3 separate regions of the Mus musculus genome follow, and all the other regions are linked to region 3. Evidence: chromatin contacts called from public Hi-C and promoter capture Hi-C data. All regions are on one chromosome and are shown on one strand. The core of a region is the stretch at or near the end of the contact, and the rest is flanking DNA. Distances in the headings are between cores, read along the strand shown. Region 1 holds the start of Esd (esterase D/formylglutathione hydrolase). Region 2 holds the start of Gtf2f2 (general transcription factor IIF, polypeptide 2). Region 3 holds the start of Zc3h13 (zinc finger CCCH type containing 13).

Region 1 (3,764 bases), core at 108-2,607, 550 kb before region 3:
TGAACACCCTTTAAACTTTGTTCAAGCATTTAACAATTAGAAAGAATTTGCAGACTTGGGTAATCTTTCATAACTTCAGTTGTGAAACTCAGTTTGAAAAAAAATTACCTTTCCAATAAATTACATTTAAAAGTAGTTAGCTTGGGAGTGATAGAGTATACCTTTAATCCCAGCATTCGGGAGACAAAGGTAGGGGGATTTCTGAGTTCAAGACCAGCCGGTCTACGTAGTAAGTTCCAGGCTAGCCAGAATTACATTTAAGACTCTGTTAATAATAATAATTTTAAGAATTTACCTTAATGCTTTCTCAAAATAACATTCTTTGGTTAACCATTAAACAGGTACACAAATGCCTGCCACATGACACAGAAAAGCAACGTTCTGCGTGGCAGCTCATCCACACAGGTTATATTCCACTGAGCTCAGCTCACCTACTTGTTTTTTAGCCTGACTAGCCACATAACTTGCAAGTCCCCCAGCAAAACTAAGATGGAGAGCCTATACACACAGAGCAGGCACTGGGTCCTTCTGACAGTTTGTTGCAAATGCACAGGCTGCGTGATTATTAAACCAGACAATCTTACAGGTTATACATAGTATCCACAACCTAGCAGCCTAAATACTGGTTTTAAAAACTGCTTGTAATATTTAATTTTCTGAACAAAGTACACTTGCTGGTTAAATTGGATGAAGTTGAGAACTGCTGTAAATGATTAACCAGAAACCCTGACACAGTTCAACTTTTATTGAGGGAAGAGGGGAGAAAAAAATGGACATTGAAAAGAGTTAATGAATGTGTCCTCCTCCTAGAAGCTCCAAATCAAGCAGGTGCAGAGTAGATGTGGAATGAGGGTGGAAATGTGAAATTTCTGCTCAGGTTTCCAAACAACTGCAGAGTTCCACACAAGCCCTTTCCACAAGTTAACTGGGAGAGGCCAGCTGGTGTACTAGAGCCTCATTCTCTTGTTGCCTTCTGGGAGCATCTGAAGCAAGTTACAGAGGTCTAGAGGTCCAGTGTCATGACAGACACACTTTTGGCTCATCCTGACACACCGCGGAAACAGGAACCCGGCGAAAAGTCTCTTGGGAATGGCCTTGTAGGGGAGGGTCGGGGTCCGGGAACTCCTAGTCTCCCTTGGGGTGTATCCATAGGGCAGGTCTGCTAGGAGAGTGCGCGCCCTGGGGGCGGTGTCTCAGAATGGGAGCAGCTCAGGAGGGAGGGCTGGGGAGGAGAGGGGCAGAGAAAGGGAGGGACTTGAGGGCGGGGCCGTGAGAGGGGACCAGAGTAAGCGGCCAAAGGAGGGGACGGGCCCAAAGGGAGGAGCCTCTACGTGGGACCCGCCCCGGAGGCCGGGGCGGGACATATGGTGTGGGCGGAGCCAGAGGCAGTGCTCGGGGCGGAAGCCCCAACCTTCTTCCCTGGCGAGTTAGAAGCTGCCCCTCACCGAGGTAAGATGGAATGGGTCGTGAGTCCCAAGCATTCTCTACTACCTGGTTTTCGGGCGGCTGTGCGCGGACGCCTAGACCTGCGGTGGTGATAGCAGCGGGGAATGGTGACGATCTCTGCACCCTTCCCGCCGCGGTAAGGCAGGCCTCGTCCCGCAGGGCCTGCTAATCGCTTTAACTTCGGGGAGCTGGAAACAATGTGTGACCTGGGGCGCCAGGCTCGCTGGGATGCTCGGGTTGGTGGAGTGCCCGCCGGGACGGCATTTCGCCGAGCATTCCCGCGCGGAGCCCGGGGAACGCTTTCCCTCCGGGATCCCAGCCTGGGCTGCAGGCGACGCCACTAGGGCCCTGAGGTGTCTTGGGCAGCGCGCTCGAGGCCGTGCCCAGTGGTAAAAATTCAGGTGTAGGCGGCCGTCCATAGGTGATTTGTGGTTGAGTCGTCAGAAAGATGGCACTTATGTTATTTAAAATTAATAAAATTCACCATTTTTTATGTAGGCCATATTAGGCCTAATGGTCAGCAATCTATAGGCATTCTTTGAAAAGTTAAAGGAATGAAACCCCAGGCTTCTATAACAGTATTGTTTGTAGTGGGACATACTAGTAAGAAAGTAGACTAAGGTTTTAATTAGCTCTTAGCTATATATAATTGCTATGATGATACTGAGATTTTGTTTTATTTTGTTTTTGAGACATTGTAGTTCTGACTGTCCTGGAACTCACTTTGTATACCAGGCTGTTCTCGAACGCCTGGTTCTCCAGGGATTTAGGGCGCGTGCAACGAAACTTTTAAAGTTCAACTTTTGAGACATTTCAGATATAAGATAGGCTGTACAGGCAAGGATCTAAGTTTAATTTTAAATGTGTTGGGTTTTGCTATAGCGATGCGAAATAAATGCATAGCAGTTTGGCACTAATGCTTAAAATTTGAATATGAAAAGACAGATTTAGATTTTTCAGCCCAGAAGATGTGTTTGAAATTTAGGGACTATGAGTTAGGGGGAAAATATGTGACAAGAACTGGGAAAGGGGCGTGGGGTGGGGGAGTTGGGAACTAAGAATGAAATAGAGGGGGGGGGAGGCAGGACAGGCTTTGAGTAAAGAAATGGTGGTCAGGACTGTGAATTTATGCCTTCCCCAAAGCAGCAGAATATGCTTATTCATTGTGAAGCAGCAAAAGTGTGTTGCCATTGTCAAAGGTCTGTGACTAAGCCCTGACTAAGTCTGGAGGCAACTGTATCTTAACAAACAACATAGGTCCTGAGAAACTTAAGAAAGTTCATTCTTGGGTGAGCATACCAGAATCAGCTTATGCAACCTAGATGGTACTTTGGAGTGTGAACATGTACAAGGTATAGAATATGGTAGGCAGTTTTAACACGATGGCAACTACTGGTGTGTCTACACACAAAGGAGACAGAGTAAATTATGGCATAAAAGATTTTCAACAAATAGAATGCCAGTAAAAGAATGCTTTTTGTAACTAGAGCTTACAGGTCCAAAGCAAGTCAGTAAGTCAATTTTGCTATGAGTTAGGGAATGTAAGTGACCTGGACGAAGCTACACTAAACCTATTTTAAAATATCTTATTCATACTTTAACTTTTTTTTTATTTTATAAACTGTAGTTTTTAGAGCCATTTAACATTTATTATTACAGTGATGCAAACTTTTTTTTAAATTTTATCAGCTTTTTTCTGGTTTTAGTTTTCACAAACTTTCTATAGAAACGAAGACACAATCCCACAATCTTCAGGGTTGATTCACAGGACCACATCCCATGACTGTCTTCTGCATCCACATTTCATCCCATGGAAGTGCTTTAGGGTACATATATGGAGCTATCCTCCCCGGCAGACGCAGTTCCTTCTCCATAACGCCTTCTGTAGTGAGCACCTGCAGGAGGCTCCACACACACACACACACACACACACACACACACACACACCCGCAGACAGTAGCTTACTTATTTCTGTCATCTTGAGTTTGATTTATAAGTGACTGGTGCACATGAGCATTCCTTTCCATTGATAAAAAATCCATGTGATATTTGGTCTCAAGTTTTTAAAGTATTTAAGGAGCTCGTTGAGCTTTGCAAATGGCTCTGTGAAGTCTGTCACTTGGTGTTGTCTTCCCTCTGCAGCTACGTGTGTCCTGGCTGACAGGAACTTTTAGCTCTACTATACTCTTACAGGATCACTGTCATAGATGTAGGATGTCCTTGACTAAACCCTCCCTGTGCTGACTGTCTGTATTAACATAGACCAGACTTGTCATATTCATATGACAATTATCCATGTGACAGAGAAGCAGTATTTG
Region 2 (3,796 bases), core at 730-3,229, 730 kb after region 3:
ATACTCAAGCACAGGTGCTCTAACACACACCTAGGTGGGAGAATTACCATGAGTTTATGGCCAGCCTGGGCTACACAGAGACTTCCAGGCCAGCCTGAACTAAGAAAGGTAGAGAGAGAGAGGGAGAGATGAAGAGAGAGGGAGAGAAGGGAAGGGAAAGGAAAGGAGAGAATAGGTTTTCGTTTTTCCTGTTACTTATAACCCTTTGCTGTATTCTCTGTTTTAGTCAGACTTAGTCACTGTGACCAAATATCTGACAGAAACAATTTAAGATTTATTTTGCACTGGGTATCTCAGTTTCTATCTGTCATGGTGGGAAAAACAAGGAAAAGTGCTGCAGCTCACTCCACAGTGGCCATGATATAGAGGAGATACAGAGAGGGCCAGGGCAGCCCTAAGAACATACAGCCAGAATCTACTTCTTCCAACTAGGCCCCGCCCCACTACCTTTCACTACCTCCCAGAGAAGTCACATTATAAATCCACCAACAGAGTAACTAATCCCTTAATTAGATCATAGCCCTGTGACCTACTTTGCCTCCAGAAACAGCACCAGAAACACCCAGAGGTGTGTTTCATTAATCGCCCGCCGATGAAACTGACAGGACTAACTCCTACCCACTTTAGTTTGTGTCTCTTTGACATACAGCCTTTTCTTTTTCTTTTTGGTTTTTCGAGACAGGGTTTCTCTGTATAGCTCTGGCTGTCCTGGAACTCACTCACCTGCCTCTCCCTCCCGAGTGCTGGAATTAAAGGCGTGTGCCTTTTCAATTTCTTATATTCATCACATATTGGAAAAGTAATATGTGCCAAACACTAATCAAAGTGCAAAGAAAGTGACTTGGGGGTAGGGGCATCAACAATAGATACAGACAGGTACAAAGGAGCACTAGAAACTGTTCAGGGGTTTGAAGAACTTAACATAGTCTGCTGTGCTGGCAAACGACGAGAGCTGTTTCAGAGAAAAGGACAGGAAGAAACACTTTGTCTTGATGAGAACTCAGCCATGGACTTAAAACACTCATTACAAAGATAAACCATTTAAAAAACAAGTTTGGGAAACTTTCATGATCCCATTTAAATATGGTTTTTCAGAATGAGATTCCCCACAGAGCCTCCCACCCCATATAAAAAAAAGTGACCCGAATAGATGGCGACCACTGGGGCAAACGAGGTCTGCCGCATGACCACTTAAAACATTTACTGCTGGTTGGTTTCATGAATCCTAAACTCGCTCTTTAAAAACACGAAGTCAACAACTTCTCTTTGAATTCAGAACTTCTAGGTCTTTCGAAGGCTCCAATTGAATTACCAACCCAGGCAACACTAGCCGTGTAAAGCGACAGGAGTCTACATGGCGAGTTCCAGGCTAGCCAAGTCTACACAGAGAGATTGTTTCAAAACAACAGAGTACACAGGGACCAGCTCCACTTTGTGGTCCAGAAAACTGTACGGAATATCTATTCAAGTAATTTATACACGTTCATAACTAAAGTTAACCTTACCAAAAAGAAAACCGCAAGGACTTTTCCGACCTGGGGTAAATGTACTGCCCACTCGGGGACCACCGGGTCAGGACTCCAGGAAGGCCAGGTCTTGGCGGTAAAGAGAGTTAGTTCCATGGTGGGCGGATGAAATTGAGAGACGGCCTGAAAGACGCCCTGTGTCCCCTAAAGTAACTTCTCCAACCTGCAAACGGACGCAACAGCGACCCGCTTCTCAGAACAGCGGTGGCCCGAGCAAGACGGACCCAGAACTTTCGGAAGCGCCCCGCGGGGCTCGCGTCTCACTCACCTTGACCAGCCACACGCCGGTGTTCTGTTTGGCGCCCGTCAGATCGAGTTCCCCGCGCTCCGCCATGAGCTTGTCGCGTGAGGAGGCGTGCAGTGCGCGCACAAGCAGTGGTCCCGGCGCTGAAAGGCAGAGAGCGACAGTCCAGAGCCGGCCAAGGGAGTAAGTAGACCGCGAAAAGCCGGCGTCGCACACAGCCCGGGAACCAGGAACTTAGATGAGAAGAACACGCCGCCGAATGAAGAACTGCGCCTGCGCACGACTACGTCAGGACAGCGCGCCGAGAGGGACAAACTTCCTGCTCCGGCAATTTCCTAGATGGGCGTGACTCCCGGCAACGTGCAATCTTGGGATTCGAGTGCTGGGAAAGGAAGAGCCTAATCCTGAACCGTGCGTTTACAGCAAAGGTGACAAAGTGGAAAGATTAAGGTTTAGACAGACAAAAGCTGTGTGTATTTATACCCAACCCTAGATAAAGAAGCTAGGCATTTTAAGGACAGACTTGGGGGTAAAAAAAGTCACTTTCTTGGCCCAATTAACATTGGCACAAGTGGGCACTAGAGTACAAGTGAGTATGCTGGACACATGCCTTTTCGAGGCATAAAAATCAATTCACACCGTGCAAGCAGCATACACTCTTTCAGACGCCGAAACCTGAATGCCATCTAATTGAGTTGGTAAGACCCACCATGTAAGAAACAGATCTGATTATCCAACTGCCCTGCTTAAACAGTTTCCGGTTGCAGGATATTGGATCACATTATGAGCCCTGAGATTGTGAACTGGAAGAATCTGTTAATAACTGTGGCTCAGCCTTTGATCCTAGAACTTTCTGTTTACTGTAAACAAGTATAGGTAGCCTGGCTCACCCCTACCTAGCGCGCACATTAATCCAAGAGCTAAATAAAGTCAACCCTAGATCAGGCGGCAGAGCAAGTAGCCAGCTGACAAGAGAGTGAACATGAGCAAGAGAAAGGAGAGAGTTTGAGGTGAAGGGTATTTAAGAGTGCATGAAGGAGAAGGGGCTTTTCCTTCTGAGAAGTCGGTGGAGTGGGAAGGTCAGCTGAGTACTTTTTCTGCCTCTCAGAGTTAGCAGGCTTTCACCGCAGCTTCTAGCTCCTGAGTCTTCATTTGGTAATTTCCTCCCCCACTTGCCTTTGGAATGAAATTCTACCCTGTGCTTCAACTGAGTCCTTTGGGTTTGATCCTTCCTATACTCTCTGTTCCACACAGGATTCCACACCAAGCCCATCCACCTGCTTGAAGACTCCAGGACCTTCCTCTTACCATTTCAGAGCCTCTTTCAAACCAATTCCTGTGCCTTAGATGCCCTGCTTTCCCTGATCTTTACACTGGCCCTGTCCTTTGGCAAACTTCTACTTATAAACACAGACAAGTGGAAATGAAATAAAGACCACACAGAAAAGAGAGTCCCCCTAGATAAAGTTCTGTTTCCCCATATGATAGTGTGTGATGCTTAACGCTGTACCATGAGAGGCGTGTTTATCTTTGTTTTCTACACTACTGACTGAACTCCTAGACAAAAGTACTGTTTTTGCCCCAGATTTGCTGAAGCAGAATGGACAAATACAAAATAGTGTTTTATTCATTTTATATGCACAGCACCCAGCACAGTGTTTGACATACTGTGGGATGTCAGTAGGCTTTGGTTGAATGAACATTTGCTGAAGAGAAACAAGCAGTAAGGTATTGGAAGAATGGCAAGTAATTTATTGAATCACACACCAGAGCTATGCACAAAACTGCAGAGAGTCTATATCTGTGCAGCATAAGGGCTGGGAAAACTGTCAGGTCTCTGAGATCTGCTGGCAAAACTAATGTGATGGAAAAGACCAGGCACTCATTGGAAAGAAAAGTTGCATTCTCTTATAACAGCTTGGAAACAGGCCTAAAGTGTTAAAAGGTGAGCCTATGAGAAGTGCTTTAGTCTTGGTTCAAGTATATGTGAGAAGAACACAAAGGAGCCTGGCACACCCCAGGAATG
Region 3 (4,006 bases), core at 643-3,142:
CCTCCTCCTCGTCATCGTCGTCGTCTTCTTCTTCTTCTTCTTCTTCTTCTTCTTCTTCTTCTTCTTCTTCTTCCTCCTCCTCCTCCTCCTCCTCCTCCTCCTCCTCCTCCTCCTCCTCCTCCTCCTCCTCCTTCTTCTTCTTCCCAGAAAACTGACAGGATGCAAGATTCTTGCCCATGGTGCAGAAGCTGCCAGTTGGGTATGCTGACACTCTCCTGGGAGGAGAGAGGTTCCATTCTTTTGATTAGTACTTGGTGACAAGTGTGGTAACTGTAAAAGGTACACCACTTTAGTCAAGGAACTTTAACTCTAGAAAAGCTACTGAAGTAGGAAACATTGATTTATGGACAATGGTGCTCATTCTAAAGAAACTAAGTTATTTATCAACAAAATTATTTGAATCAACTATAGTTTACAATGCAATCCCTTAAAATGACTCAAAATAATGTCTATTCAAACACAATAATGATACATTTGGTAATGTTACAATAATTACTTCCAGAAATGTTACAAATTAAGACAGAAAGTACATGCACTGTAAAATGTACTAAAATGTTATTGGCAGTTATCACTCCTTAATCAGATTATTGTTGAGTTCTGGGCAACATGTGTTTTCTTTCTTAACATGGTTTCTTTTAGATGACTACAACTTTCAGATAAGAAATTTAGGTAACATCCAGAAGGAAGCTATTTTCGTTTCTACAATGAAATAAAGTGTTTGTTGCTATGAAATAAATATATTTTGTGTCTCTTTTAGATCTAGCTCCTGGAGGTTCTGACGATTGGATCTATGATTTGGGCATCAAATATTCGTTTACAATTGAGCTCCGAGATACAGGCAGATACGGATTCTTGCTGCCTGAGAGATACATCAAACCCACTTGTGCAGAAGCTTTGGCCGCCATCTCTAAAATAGTTTGGCATGTCATCAGGAACACTTAATGCCCTAACCTCCGCTCTCATTATTTTTATTTTATTGATTTCAGCAACACTTAACTGTTGCATTAGCTTCTAAGTTGAATCAGTTTCCTTGGTTTTGTTGAAGAATAAAAAGCACACTACTTTGAGCTTAAGAGTGAAAATGGCCCCCTGTGTATTTTAACATTTTTATTTTTATTATTTTTATTCTAAGAGGTTAGCTACTGGTCCCACCCCACCGTCCCTTGATTTATGATGAACAGCTATCTTAAGCAGTTTTAAGATGTACTGTGTGTGTGGTGGGGCGTGAGGGTGTGAGTTTAAGCACCAGGTTTATGCTGGACCCCCATCAGAGGCCAGAAGAAAATGGGGAACCGCTGTTACTGAAGGTTACAGAAGGTGGTCAGCAGTCACGTGGGGGATGGGAGTCAAACCTGGTCTCTGAAAGAGCTGCAACCGCTTTTAACGGCTGGAGCCATCTCTCCAGCTCCTCCTAAGCAACTTTTACCCTAAATCTACGGAGATCATTGGATCCAAGCAGGAAAAGCAAAGGCACTCTGTAGCACCTCAAGGGTTTGCACCCTAAAATTTTAATCAGTCTCTGCTCTTGTTCTTGAAAACGCAATCCGTGCATTTCTGCTCCAGCTTCAGGCCCAGGCGGGGGACGGGCGGTTGTCAAAATCTGCAGCTTCGAAACGCACCAGGCTGGTGGTTACTGCCGAAACAAAGTAGCACTTTATGCGATGGAAAACGGTGAAAACCAGAATCTCAGTCAACTGAGAATCTCCGTCCTCCCACGCTGACTCCGTGTCCCCAGACCTTAGTAAACAGGCGTCAGGAACACACTCCGCACTGCCCTCGCGTCGGACGCGAGGGGGCGTGGTCTGAGAGGGGCGGGGCTTACTCGATGACGACTAATCTGGGGGCCGGAAGCTGCCTTGCCTGCGGAGGAGTCGGGCAAACTCGCGACTTCCGTCGGCTTTTAGATGCTGCCAGTGTAGCGGCCAGGCAGAGTTGTGGTCTTAGCGTTGCTCTGCAGTGGCTTCTGTGCGTCTCTCGTCTCGTGTCCGGAGCTCTCCAGAGCTGGGAGAAGATCCGGGCGGCTCCGCTGCTCCCTGTTCCCGGCGTCCGCCCCGCTTGAGGAGGGCCGGCCCCTGGGAGCCGCGCGTGCACGTCCTCTTGGTCGTCCTCCCGGGGCCGGGCGCGGGGACAGCCGGAGCTGAGGCGTCAGGGACGTCCTGAAGACTGCGCTTACAAGGGTGCTTGGAGAGGAGGTAAGCGTTCGGGGAGCGGATGGGAAGAGGCGTTGGACCCGGCTCGTGTGGGCGTCCTGCGCTGTGGCCTCCATCCTCGCTCGCCTTGTTCTGTGCTGCTTGTGTTTCTGAACGCTGTTTGAGCATCCCACCCTTGACTCTGCAGAGGCTCTTGGTGTTAGATCTGGCTGTTGCTCCAGTTGTGATTCTGCAGTCTGTGTCAGGAAGCAGGCGGACTCGGATACCGTGGTGTGGTGGTCGCATTTGTGTGTGGTGAAAGGATGCAGCAGTTGTGTTTCTTGGATTTAGAGTTGCCTTCTTCACGTATTCCAGATCTATTGAAGAAAGGAGAGTCCTTTTGATTGTTCCTGGTCTTGCTTATTTCCCGGCTGCAGTAAATACTATTGGGAGTGTAGGAGTACTGTTTTATCTTTATACTCCCAGGCAACGGGAAGCTGGAACGAAAGGAGAAGATATATCTGGCAGTATCACTTGCTAAGCAGGTTGACATTTATGTGGCTGGAAAAGTATTCAGAGTTGAAGAAAATACTTGGATGATATTGGTAGGATCTTGCTTGTGAGAGGCAGTATCTTAAGTTAATTCGTTTTATTAGGAGTCTTCAGATAATTTGAACTCTTTCAGTTATGGGCGTGCACAGTCTCTCCTGGTTTGTGAATTTCAAAAAAAAATAATTTGAAAAGGTTGGACCTTTAAGTTTGGCATTTAAGGGTTTAAAAGTCTGTGATATGTTTATTTAGTTAGTCCAGATCACTATGCGGCTCTGCCTATATGCTTAGTTTTGCTATGTAGTACTTAACATTACTAGCTTTAGAATCCAAACAACAATATTTCGCAACACAGACGTATAAATTTTTAAATAACCTCCAACTTCTTAGTTAGATTATATCAGATGACAGTTTCATCTGGAGACTTAGCAAGCTGATGTAGGAATGTCACAATTTCTGTGCAAACGGTTGTGCCCTGAAACTTGAGTTTCAGTGTGAGCATCTGGTAGGATGTAGTTGATACCAACACATAGGGGGTGACTCAGATACCTAAATGTGCAGAAACTCAAATCCCTTCTGGAAAACGATGTTTTATATGCCTTCAATCATCTCTATACTTCTAATACATAGTGCAATGTAAATCCTATAAAAGTACTTTATGCTAATTTTAAATAATGTAAATAAGGTTTGTACACAGTGTAGTTTTGGTTTTTGGGTTTTTTGTTGTTGTTTTGTGTTGCTTTGTTTTTGTTTTTGTTTTCCTGGATATGTTCAATCCAGGGATACAGCTTCTTTATTTGCTTTCTGTTTACTGGTGACTTGGAGTGAACACTAACCTTTATTCTGAGTATATTCTCTGTTCTCAGCAGGCCGTATCACCCTGAACACCTGATCTCAGAAGCTTATCTGGATTGGGCCTGATTAATGTCTAGACTGGAGACACTTACCTCAGTTTAATGTCTGTAATATAAATTTAGAATACTAAAGCACAGTATGACTTTTATATCAATACATTATATTAAGTCATTAGTGTTAATTTATATTGTATTAAGCATAAATTTTGAATTTAAATCTTGGTCTTTTTTAAAGATACATATATGTATTATATGTATATATTACTTATACATATACACACACACACACATATATTTAGCTTAACAGGATTTGAATCCAAAATATACCTGGTTTTAAACATTTAGGATAAGGGAATTCACAATTAGCATATTTTTTATTAACAAAATTTAAGAGGCCTTGAAAGTAATTACTTATTCAAGAAGAGCCACCTCTGCCATGCTCCTTTCTCAGCCAGGTTGATGGTATGGAACTCA

What was found. Promoter capture Hi-C pulls out the DNA fragments that hold promoters and counts their contacts. A called contact is a pair of places that touch in the nucleus more often than the background predicts.
Region 1: a contact with region 3 is called in a promoter capture Hi-C map of pre-B cells, with 3 times the contacts expected there. The contact joins the promoter of Esd here to the promoter of Zc3h13 in region 3. A contact is called at or near these places in 4 of 39 promoter capture datasets (the C10 cell line, liver and pre-B cells), 4 of 484 Hi-C or Micro-C datasets (centroblasts, extraembryonic endoderm stem cells, liver and 1 more), 4 of 115 datasets of contacts at active chromatin or transcription factors (the 230-238 cell line, large pre-B cells, memory CD8 T cells and 1 more) and 2 of 9 other capture datasets (adipose tissue and liver).
Region 2: a contact with region 3 is called in a Hi-C map of LSK cells, with 7 times the contacts expected there. The contact joins the promoter of Gtf2f2 here to the promoter of Zc3h13 in region 3. A contact is called at or near these places in 1 of 39 promoter capture datasets (liver), 1 of 484 Hi-C or Micro-C datasets (LSK cells) and 1 of 115 datasets of contacts at active chromatin or transcription factors (thymic regulatory T cells).

Annotation. Positions count from the first base shown.
Region 1 is chr14:74,730,940-74,734,703 of GRCm38.p6, forward strand. It overlaps Esd (esterase D/formylglutathione hydrolase), which reads left to right and starts at 1,358. Exons shown (of 9, transcript NM_016903.5): 1 at 1,358-1,449.
Region 2 is chr14:76,008,886-76,012,681 of GRCm38.p6, forward strand. It overlaps Gtf2f2 (general transcription factor IIF, polypeptide 2), which reads right to left and starts at 1,980. Exons shown (of 8, transcript NM_026816.3): 1 at 1,795-1,980. The coding sequence starts at 1,860. It overlaps Gm36429 (a long non-coding RNA gene), which reads left to right and starts at 1,861. Exons shown (of 2, transcript XR_383601.2): 1 at 1,861-2,198; 2 at 3,025-3,227.
Region 3 is chr14:75,282,474-75,286,479 of GRCm38.p6, forward strand. It overlaps Zc3h13 (zinc finger CCCH type containing 13), which reads left to right and starts at 1,893. Exons shown (of 19, transcript NM_001359875.1): 1 at 1,893-2,192. Cpb2 (carboxypeptidase B2 (plasma)) reads left to right here. Exons shown (of 11, transcript NM_019775.3): 11 at 758-1,082. The coding sequence ends at 942.